Regions from separate parts of the Zea mays genome. Here all the other regions are linked to region 1. Evidence: chromatin contacts called from public Hi-C data. All regions are on one chromosome and are shown on one strand. Each heading gives the region's core, a stretch centred on a gene start, on an enhancer-like site or on the middle of the called end of the contact. The rest is flanking DNA. Distances are from core to core; before and after follow the strand shown. Region 1 holds the start of LOC103643837 (histone H3.v1). Region 2 holds the start of LOC100281345. Region 3 holds the start of LOC100285345 (Ribosomal L18p/L5e family protein). Region 4 holds the start of LOC103643835 (protein UPSTREAM OF FLC).

Evidence for each region. Hi-C and Micro-C count contacts between places; a contact is called where the count stands out from the background.
Region 2: a Hi-C map of ear shows a contact between it and region 1, with 2.3 times the contacts expected there. The contact joins the promoter of LOC100281345 here to the promoter of LOC103643837 in region 1. A contact is called at or near these places in 2 of 25 Hi-C or Micro-C datasets (ear and leaf).
Region 3: a Hi-C map of tassel shows a contact between it and region 1, with 3 times the contacts expected there. The contact joins the promoter of LOC100285345 here to the promoter of LOC103643837 in region 1. A contact is called at or near these places in 2 of 25 Hi-C or Micro-C datasets (ear and tassel).
Region 4: a contact with region 1 is called in a Hi-C map of tassel, with 4 times the contacts expected there. The contact joins the promoter of LOC103643835 here to the promoter of LOC103643837 in region 1. A contact is called at or near these places in 8 of 25 Hi-C or Micro-C datasets (bundle sheath, ear, leaf and 3 more).

The regions. Positions count from the first base shown.
Region 1 is chr1:269,468,738-269,471,427 of Zm-B73-REFERENCE-NAM-5.0, forward strand. LOC103643837 (histone H3.v1) reads left to right here and starts at 1,385. Exons shown (of 4, transcript XM_008667001.3): 1 at 1,385-2,231. The coding sequence starts at 1,731.
Region 2 is chr1:269,160,922-269,163,611 of Zm-B73-REFERENCE-NAM-5.0, forward strand. It overlaps LOC100281345, which reads left to right and starts at 1,313. Exons shown (of 4, transcript NM_001366166.1): 1 at 1,313-2,000; 2 at 2,129-2,204; 3 at 2,321-2,436. The coding sequence starts at 1,379. LOC103643833 (HIPL1 protein) reads left to right here. Exons shown (of 7, transcript XM_008666991.2): 7 at 1-391. The coding sequence ends at 207.
Region 3 is chr1:269,770,246-269,772,935 of Zm-B73-REFERENCE-NAM-5.0, forward strand. It overlaps LOC100285345 (Ribosomal L18p/L5e family protein), which reads left to right and starts at 1,370. Exons shown (of 2, transcript NM_001349065.1): 1 at 1,370-1,421.
Region 4 is chr1:269,203,522-269,206,211 of Zm-B73-REFERENCE-NAM-5.0, forward strand. It overlaps LOC103643835 (protein UPSTREAM OF FLC), which reads right to left and starts at 1,390. Exons shown (of 7, transcript XR_561334.2): 1 at 496-1,390; 2 at 78-410.

The DNA.
Region 1 (2,690 bases), core at 135-2,634:
ATATGATGTGTTCTTGACTGATTGCCTGTCGAGTCCGGCCAATTCCTTTTGTTTGACAAACAACATCATGCATCGGAAAGTACGAGTACGACGAAAGAAATGACATTGGTTAACGCGAAGGTTCAAGAACAGGAAGCCGCTAAATAAACCCAACTGATCATCATCACAATAAAAAAAACGCTAACGGCGCCACATATAGGATGCAGACGTGCGGTGAAATAGTCAAGTCAACATATATTAGACCAGAATAATGAACCGCTGCATGCAGCATCTCCCAGAAGGATCTCTGGACTTCTCTGCAAGCAAAGCAGGAAAGCTAGCTAGCGTGCATGCTTACAAAATGCTCCATTTCGGCAAGTGTTTTGGCATTAGATGTGGTTAACATTTGGAACAACGTTTGGAACACCGGCGTTGGCCGTCTTTGTGACTGATTTGTTTATTTATCCAGATATTTTTTGTTTTTGTGACTGATTTATAAGAAAAACAAAAAAACTGGATGAGAAATAAATCTGGACGGACAAATCAGCGACATAACCGAAAAATCTAAAAAAAACAAATCAGTGACAAAGACAAAAGGTATTGAATGTCCACTGTGGGGCTCGAGCCCACAACCACAATACCACAAGGTTAAGAGCCTTCCGTTGTACCGATTAGGCTAGATAGGCTTTATGGTTACACAACCGAGTTCGACGTTATAAATTTTGGCGTCGAGCTCAGTGCCACGTTGATGGCGGCGCTGTGTTACCTCGATGCCATAGGATATGACGACGAGCAAATGATCCAAAAATAACATTAAACATGATTTTTTAAGGGCCAAAATGCAAAAAAAAAAAAAAAAATCGGCCGCAGAAACGCGAAAAAGTCCACCGCACCCGATGAACCGAACGGAATCCCCAGGCATCCAGTCCAGAGCCGTGACCGCAACTAACCCCTACCCACACGTAGAGATGGCAACGGGTACAAACCCGCTGGGTTTTGCCGTCCCAAACCCGTACCCGTGAAAAATATCTATGCCCATTAAAAAACCCGTACCCGTGACGGGTTTGAGATTTTGCCCAAACCCGTACCCATCGGGTTAACGGGTACCCATGGGTTACCCACGGGTTTCATCTCCAATATAATTATCTTCTCATAATCAATAAGTATCATAATGATTAATGATATCATGATCCAAAATCTATGTAATAAACAACGAGTTCATGATTTGGTATAAAAATTATTAGTAGAGAGAATGAAATACAAATAATAAGTTGTATAATTAAGTGACCTTGCACTAAGTTATCCATCCACCACATATATAACGCTAGTAAAAACTATAATAGCAAGCAAGCAACACTCTCACCGATTACTGATACATTCACCAATTGTTAAAAATTATGAAGCAAATAAGGAATAACAAGTTTCTTGTTCGTTTATAAAATAAAATGACAATATGCACTAGGTTTGGTCGGGTTTAAAAAACCCACGGGTTCACGGGTTTGGGTACTATAGGAACAAACCCGTACCCATAAACCCGCTGGGTACAGATTTATGCCCATTAACAAACCCACGGGTATGAAAATTGGCCCAAACCCGTACCCTAATGGGGTAAAAACCCATCGGGTTTCGGGTTTCGGGTACCCATTGCCATCTCTACCCACACGCCACACACGCCCACCGCATCGGAGCAGAACCCACCAAACCCTACGTCGCCGCGGCGGTCGGAGCGGGCAGGGACCCTGGACTGGAGGATGGTGGCGATCTCGATGTACCGCGGCAACCTCCACATTGGCGGCCCCGACAGCGGCGCCTCTGCCCCGCGCCGATGGGAGGCGCCCCGGCCGACCCTCGACGTGAAGCGGTTCCGCCGCCTCCTGCGCAACCGCTTCCGTGCTGTCGCGCGCCTCGCCGGGACGCCGCTGGGGCAGGCCTCCCCGTCCTCCTCGGGCATGGATGGCGGCCGTGGCGCCGCGGACCCCGAGCGGGAGGCACCGGACGAGGAGGGAGGAGCGGGCGACGGGGGAGAAGAGGAGCAGGAGCAGTTGCAGCACGACCAGGACCAGGACCAGCAACATCAGGAGGAGCAGGGGAACGTGGAGGCGGAGGCGGAGGATCCGGAACAGCAGGAGGAAGAAGAGGAGGGGGCGGTGGAGGACGCGGACATGGAAGATGCGGGGGAGGTAGTCGTTGATGGCGATGCGGAAGAAGGTCAGGGTGAAAGTGAAGGTGTTGACCCAAAGCCGGAGGAGGAGGTGAGGGCCGTCCGAATTCTTCTTTACCACTTTGGCTTTCAGTTCATTGTTTGTCCATGGGTATCTGTGTGTAATTGCTATGAGACCGTGACACTTAGAATTGCTAATAGCAATCGGAAATTTAGGGAACGCTGTAGATACTGAGACTGTATGTTGCAAGTTAGTCATGAAAGAAATTAAGTATTGCAGTGCGTAGGACTGTAGGAGGATATTGATGGATGCAATTAAGAGTTAAGTTTCCATGAAGGAATTGACAATAATGAGTTCTGGAAGTAGATTCTAGATTAGGCATCTGCGTACTTGTTCAGTCTGGCAAAAAAAAAAATAAAATTGGAAGCTATTTCCTTCTTGCAGTGAAGAATGAATCTTCTGAGATAGATTAGTCAGCACTAAACATTGTAGTTTATAGTTGACCAAAACAGTATTACGTTCTTCTGTTAGGAACTTGGAATGCTCGAT
Region 2 (2,690 bases), core at 63-2,562, 310 kb before region 1:
GTCCTGGCGAGCAAGGGCGTGTACCGCGTCGTCAGGCCCAGCCTCTGCGGCTACACCTGCCCCGCGGAGAGACCGGCGACCGACAACGGCACCGCGCCAGGTCCAGGCGGGCCGTCGTCGGGCGCTCCCGCCGCGACACGGCTAGGGAGGTCGGTGGCGGCGGTAGCGGTAGCTCTGGCGTTGATCCCGTGTGTGCTGTTACTGTGACCTTCAGATGTGTGTCTCGTGCGATGTAGTAGGATCAGTCGTAGCTGAAGCTACTGGGAGCTGGAAGAGTACATACGTATAGCGTGAGTAACGAACACTCAAAAACAGTTGTGCTATGTGGATGCCTCTGGACAAGACAAAGAGCAATGGGTAGTTTTGGCGCGGCGCTGGAACGTTCGGTTCAGGAAAGGGTTGTTGGAAGGCGCGGAGGAATCAGCTCTTGTCCCCAACGCAGCAGCGGCTCCTCGGTTCTGGCCACGGGGAACGTCGCTCTCGTCTGGCGGCTGCGCGTCCTCGTGCTGGGACGGAATGCCGTCGCGCCGGCCCCGTCGTGTCGTGCGGAGGCGTGGCCGCCCAAACGGGGAAACAGGAGCAATATGTGCTCTGTTTAACAATTCGACAGCAGACGGATCACAACGCAACAAAAATCCAATGATGCGATCCTCGCTGTCAACGTTCGTCGGTTGTGTTCCAACTCGCGGGCCTGGCCGGACTGTATAATGGGTACACAATGGGATGGTGCGGTAGGTGTAGGCACTGCACGCACGTACGCGGCTCCCGTGACTGCGCCAGGTACGTTTGTACGTGTAGGGCTTAGAACCTTGTGGCGGCAGAGCAAAGATTCGGGCTCGATTTCGCCTCGCACACCGCCGCTGGCGTGACTGCGTTGGGAATGTTTCTGTTTCCGGAATGGGGAGCGTCCTCGATCTGCTTGCTTGCTTGCTACGGTCGTGTCGTGTGCGCCACCACGTTGGGGCCCAGCCGGCCATCCCAACTGCTCGAGTCTCTGAACGACCTGTTGGTACGGCCGGCCAGGCCTGCCTTCCGGACGGTACCACGCATTTGCTGATTTGCCCATTGCACTTGCACGCACGTCGAGTCGAGCCATCGCGCCATTAGTAGGGCCGGCCGGCAGGCGGCAGCTCAATCCATATCGTGTCTCGTCTCGTGCCGTGCCTCCTTCTCACACAGCGCCACGACTTACGTGATTACGTCACGGTTCCGATGCCAATGCCATGCTGGCACGACACGACGAAACCATAAAGAGCGCGACCCAGCCTTGCCGGCTTCTCCACTCTCCAGTGCCCTGCCAATCCCCCGCTCTCCCGCCTACCGCCAGGCCCAGGCGCCAGCCTCCAAAGTCCAAACCCAGCTAGAGCTTAGAGCTAGCATGGAGTCCGCCGCCCCGTGCCCGCGCGCGCACGCGCACCCCGTGGACCTCCGCTGGCTGCTCTCCGTCGCCGCCGGCGGCCTCTTCGCGCTGCTGCTGGTGCTGCTGGCCACCTCCCCGTCGTTCCGGCTCGCCTCCACCTCGCCCTCACCCCGCCTCTTCCTCGGCCCCGCGTCCGGCTCCTCCCGGGCGCGCCCACCACTCTTCGTCGAGCCCGCCCTGTCCCGCCCGGCGGCGCCGTCCCCGCCCGCGTCCGCCTCGCTCCCGCGCTTCGCGTACCTCATCTCCGGCTCGGCCGGGGACGCCGGCATGATGCGCCGCTGCCTGCTGGCGCTCTACCACCCCAGGAACCGCTACGTGCTCCACCTAGACGCGGAGGCGCCCGACGCCGACCGGGCGGGGCTGGCCGCCTTCGTCGCCGCGCACCCGGTGCTCGCGGCGGCGCGGAACGTGAGGGTGGTCGAGAAGGCCAACCTCGTCACCTACAGGGGCCCCACCATGGTGACCACCACGCTGCACGCCGCCGCCGCGCTCCTGTGGGGCGAGGGCAGGGGCCGCGGCGCCGACTGGGACTGGTTCATCAACCTCTCCGCCTCCGACTACCCGCTCGTCACGCAGGATGGTAAGCCACTGGTTTCCCCTTCCCTTGCCTCTCTGCTCCGATGGCGCGCGCCATGACCGGTGATGGTCGGGGTTGTTGTCCTGCTGAACCTGTGTGACGACGAGTGACGACGCTTCTGCCTGCTGCAGATTTGATGCATGTGTTCTCCAAGCTGCCGCGCGATCTCAACTTCATCGACCACACGAGTAACATCTCCTGGAAAGCGTACGTGCTCTGCTCTCGCTCGCATTGGTTGCAGACTTGCAGCTCCTATACGTGCGCGTGCGCTCTCAACGGATCTTTGTTCTTGGCGCTACTGAGATTATGTATGATATCGTCAGGTTTGCGAGGGCGATGCCGGTGATCATAGACCCGGCGCTGTACATGAAGAAAAAGGGCGATCTGTTCTGGGTGCCGGAGAGGCGGAGCTTGCCGACGGCATTCAAGCTGTTCACTGGTGCGTCTACTGCTCTCTCTCTCTCTCTCTCTCTCTCTCTCTCTCTCTCCACCCGTGATTGTTAACCTGACATTGACAGAGCACACTCATTCATTCAGTGCTAGCACCCAACTACTACCCCATCGCACGGTCGCAGTGCCTATATTTGTGTCATCTTTCTCTGTATACAGTAGTTGATTGGTCCACAGGAGAACTAGTCACAGCATGCAGCTAGATTGTTTTGAGTTGTCGCCATTGTAAGAAACTGAACTGTC
Region 3 (2,690 bases), core at 120-2,619, 300 kb after region 1:
TTTAGGCTATCCGCAGCGGTTTTCTCTAAATTTTTCTCCCTATATCACTTTTTTAGTCACATCATCAATATTTCACCCCTATTTTTTTTATCTCCCGCAGCGATTCCCCCTAAATACTCATCCTATACCCCACTACAACTATAAAATATCATTTTTTATATATACTTTTCATCTATTATAAATTTTTCATCTACTAACAATTAGAAGTGAGCCCACGTGAATAGTGTTTGAAGAGTACCACACGCACGCCAGAACGAGGGAGAGAGAGAAGCGTACCTCCGCGTAGAGCGCCTGGTAAGGGAGCCGCTGCAGCCAGACGGGCGCATGTAACCGCCATGCATGCTACAAGGCAAGGTGAGGGGGGGTCGCGCAGCAGGCGCTGCGGACAGCCTTAGGGCATGCACGAGTACGACTCCGAATCGGTAGAGTAGAGACTGCCATGTGGTTTTCTAAATTTCCTATAAAAGGGCGAACAAATTTTTTTTTGCGTCCTAACACGCTAAATAGTTTCCTCCTCCCAGTTATAGGTGTACATTCGGGCTGCCCGGTCCGGCCCAAGCCCGAAAAGGCCCGTATTGTTTGAATTTCGGGCTGGCCCGGCCCATTTGAATTCGGGCCGGGCCGGCCCATGGGCCTAACCCTCGGCCCACGGCCTGGCCCGTAATTGCTTAAACGTGCCGGGCTCATTTCGGGCGGTCCGAAATTATAAAAGCCCGAAATTCACATTAGGGCCCGAAATTCAATTTTTGGCCCGAAATACAGTTTTTGGCTCGAAATTCACATCAGAGCCCGAAATTCAAAACAAATTTAATAAAACAAATAAAAGATAAGACAAATAAATTTGACCAAAAGCAAACTTAATATTTGTATTAAGTTACTAGAGCTATGCAATGACTACCTCGTTTACAAAACATTTTGTTAGAAAGAAAAAAAGTATAATCAGCTCTAAATAAAGTTCGTAAGTTCAATTTATTATCTAATGTCCATAACAAAAATAAAATTACATCACATACTCTAATTCAAAGCTAAAAAACATATAACTAACATTATCTATAGCTTTGTGTTCTTTATCAAGTACATGAAAGTGTGGAATGAAGTGTGATTTTAATAAATATATGAGCCTTTTCGTGCCTCTATATGTGGCATTTCGTGCCTGCCTTAAACGGGCCGTGCTCGTGCCCACCCATGGGCCGTGACCTCGGCCCAAACCCGGCCCGATATATCAGGCCGTGCCGGTCCGGCACTAAAATATTTCGTGCCGTGTCGTGCCTAGACCGTGCTTTTTTTACCGTGCTTCGGGCCGGCCCATCAGGCCCGGCCCAAATGTACACCTATACTCCCAGTGCCAGTGGCGACGACGGGCGATTGCGAGCCACCGCCCTCGCGAAGCACCTCGGACACGGCGACTGCCGACTGACCCGGTACACTGTTTCTCCCTCCCCATTTCTCTCTCTCCTGCGCTGGGTTTAACGCAGCGGTAGGCGATTTCCCCCGATGCCCCCGTCGTGGGTTTGTCCCCGTGGAAAGAAGCACCGCTCCCGTGGAAACAAGAAGTCGTTCTAGGGATCCAAGATGGCGGCGCGGATGCTCATCGCCGATCCGCCCAGAATACTACGCCGTCAAGCCCCCAAGCCCCATGCACCCACCTCTCCAGCCACTCCTCCCGCTGCCAAAAAGCCAGATCTGGTTGAGCGCACTGCAGATTTCGCGGTAATTGTTTCATCGAGACTGCCGTCTCCAGCGCCCGGTGGACCGCCGCCGGTGTGCAGCGACGACATAGAACTCGTCCCAGAGACTCCACAGTTCAGGGTAAGCCAGCTTCGAATGTGGTAGTACCCAACTAAAGTTTGTCTCTGTCATATCGAATTTTAAATGATAATTATGGATGTTAACTATAGTTTAATTATAAAACTAATTACACAGATAAAGGCTAAAAACAAGACGAATTTATTAAGCCTATATTTAATACTTATAATTGATATTCAAATATTTAATATGCACGAACTAAACACCCCAAACTCACCTACGCAGATGTTGTCAGGAAGCAGCCCTCCTCTATACATGTCCAAACATGCCAGTATGCCACCCGGCCCGGCCTGGCATGCTAGACCACCCGGCCCGGCCTGGCATGCTAGACCACGACGTGTTAGGGCATGGACATGAAAAGAACGATTAGTCTGTCGCGTCGCGTCGTGTCTAAGGTAGAGCCAAGCCATGGCACGGGTATTCCTTAAGGGCTGGTTTGGTGACCAGGGGATTGGAGGGGATCGATTCGCTCTAGTTCCTTAGTCACCAAATCAGCCTAAGCCACGACGTGCCCGTGTCGGTCTCAACTCCCAAAAAATCAAATACACAAATTTATAGGCTCTCAAGTGTGTTGCGCGGACGGGAGGGGTGTAAGAGGAGCCTCAGAGGGGAGGAAGGAGAGGGAAGCGGTGGCTGTGAGGTGAGCAGGTGGCGTCGCGATGGATGGGGGCAAGGGCGAGTATGGGAGAGGCGATAGTTGGAGTCAGGAGATGGGGATGGGATGAGCCTGTCTCGACGGGAGTGGGGAGTTTAGTAGGTTAGACTATGGTTAATGTGGGAGCCAAGTGGCTAGGAGAAAATTTACCTTTGCCATAGGCCTTTTTTCCTCTTTTGTCTTGAAGGCCTAAATCCCTCATTTGGGCCTATTTTTGTTTTTACGTCTT
Region 4 (2,690 bases), core at 140-2,639, 270 kb before region 1:
ATAAGCCATCGTCGGTAGACGAGCACCCGCGGAGAAAACTGGAATTTGGATACGAGGACGCGCATCCGCTAGCTTACCTCTGAGATAGAGCCCCTCCGGCGAGGCCAGCGGCACCTCGACGAAGTGCGGGTGCTCGAGGTGGCGGCTCCGGGTGAGGTAGTACACCACCGGCACCTTCCGCGCCGCCGGCCTCCGGCGCTCGGGGCTCCGCGGCCGCCGCCCCCGGCTCTCCATCCTCGCCCAACCTGAGTTTCACACGCTCCTCCCCCTCCTAGGAAGAAACTGAAGTCGCGTCAGCAGCAGGAGAGAATCCGGAAAACCCGCGGCTGGCTGGCTGGCTTGTGGCTGCCCCTGCTGCCCTTCAGTTACATCACATCAGACGACGGCGGCACAAAATGCAAGCCTGGCAACTTCCCAATTTCCCATCGAGTAATTAAATAATATAAACAAGACAAGGACAGGGGACGAGTCTGCAGCGGAGTGAGGGAGGGGTACCTCGAGCTCCAAGTCGAGATTAGCGGGCGGGCGCCTCCAGACCCTGCATTCGCCGGCGGCGCCGAGACTGGACCTCGCTGGTGCCGGCAACCAGATCAGAATCGGGACGAGAAGAGAGAGAGAGAGTCGGCTGGGCACGGGGCAAGGCGCGGCGCGCGGTCCTTTTCGAGGTCACTGGCGCGGGCACATGAGGGGGCGGGGCACCGGGGAACTGATCCCAAACTTTCCTCTCATATCTTTGGCGCTGCTGCAGCGGGGGAGCGGGCGATGTGACCACAGCAAGGGCCAAACGGGCGCGTACAAACAAAAACCCCTCGGTTGGAGCTTTCCCCCCGGCCGGTGACGGCGCGGGAGTGGAGTGGAGTGGAGGGGAGGGGGCGTGGGATGGGAGGCAGGCGCGGACACGCGGGTGCGTCCAAGCCTCAACAGGGTCGGTTTACAGCGAGGCGTGGCGTGGCCGCGTGGGGAGGAGCACGACGAGAGGGAAAGCAGCGGGACGAGACGAGCTCAACAAGGCAATGGCTGCATTGAATCGGGGCGGGGCGGGCCTGCAGAACGGGAGCCTTTTCGGGCGAGCAGAAGCAGGCAAGGGAATGACTTTTTCCCTCGTCCTCTCGACGGCGAGTCTGCGGCGGCCTGCGCCTGGTGCGCGTCAGGTTAATGGCGGGGAAGGGAAAAGGGGTAGAGAGCACGGGCCAGCAGGGGCGCAGCCAGGAGCTCGAGGTCAAACGGCAGTATGTATGGCGCAGGGGAATAAAGCAGCGGGTACTGGGACTGGGACTGCGGATGCGGGCGACGGGAAGAGAACAGGAGGGGAGCCGGTGGCATTGATTGCGCTTGCGCCCGTCGCGCCAATGCCTGCCTAGCCGCGGAGCGCGGAGGCCGGAGACGGCTCGGCGGTCATTGGCGGAAAGTGCAAGCACCGGGTGGGTTAATCATGGACCTCCCTCCCTCCCATTGCGGTGTGGAGACGTGGATTGGTTCGTTGGCGTCCGGTAGCGGCACGCACGGGACAGAGGAGACACACCCCTCTTGACGAGACTTGACCCTTCTACTACCAAACAGAGAAATAGCCATGACCCTATCCCTCCGGGTGCAACAACCAGCTGAAAGATTGTTTTATCCTGGAGTACCTATCAAACAGAAAAGAAAAAAAAAAGGCAAACACAGTCCACGGCTCCCCGCTCCAAGCAAACAAAAGAAATCAGAGCCTGTCCTCACCGCATCTCAGGCTGACCTTGTGGCGCGCCGAGCTGCCCTGCGCCTGCGTCTAGGCTTAGTGTGGTGCCGCCGATGCCGCCCGAGCCGGCCCGGAAGACCCCTCTGACGGTGAAAAGGGCTGGCGTGGTAAATCATTGTAGAGCGCCGTGTACGAAAAGCTTCCAGCTTTATGATACAACAGCTTTTATGCGTGCCGAATGTCCTACGGAGTCACTAGCCAAGCGTTTAGTTGTCCGCACAATGAGAGCCAAGACTTATATGCATTGACCATGATCTAAAGTAGCGTGTTTGATTCGATGCATCTAAGAGGCTGACCGTGCAAGAACTAATGTAGCATAGGCTTATTTGACTGTACCTGCACATACGCATGAAACGGTCGTATCTGGTGGACAAGGCTTGCACGAGCCTAGCTGTACGCGCACAACCATCCAACCACGTAATCCAATCACGCAGTATAGGGACGTTTCCGAGACCATGAATCAGTTTTACAAGGATAAGAGTACAAGAGATAGTTAAAGAACTGTACAATATAATTCTATTTCTTTAAGTTATGTACAAATAATTATTTGGAAATGGACACTTTTCAAAAAAAAAAAAAAAAAACTAGAAACTCCACGTTAAATGGGTTTGTACATACCTTAGGGCTGATTTGGTGATTAGGGATCCCAAGGGGAACCATGGGGGAGAAATTCCCTTGTAGTTCAATTTTGAATAGCAAGAGGATTTCTTCTTCTCGGGATCCCGGGTCACCAAATCAGTCCTTAAGGATATGTACAAACTAGAGATCTCGGTTAGTTTTCTAAGTATAGGCATGCTAATGGCAAAAAAATCCAATCCACTTCCATCCATACCTAAATATAATAACTTTGATATCCATCTCACATCCACTCTAAAATATAAGAATAAAATTAAACCCAATACCCAATAATATTATTGACCCCAAACCAACCTGTAATTGGGTGGAAACCTAGTGG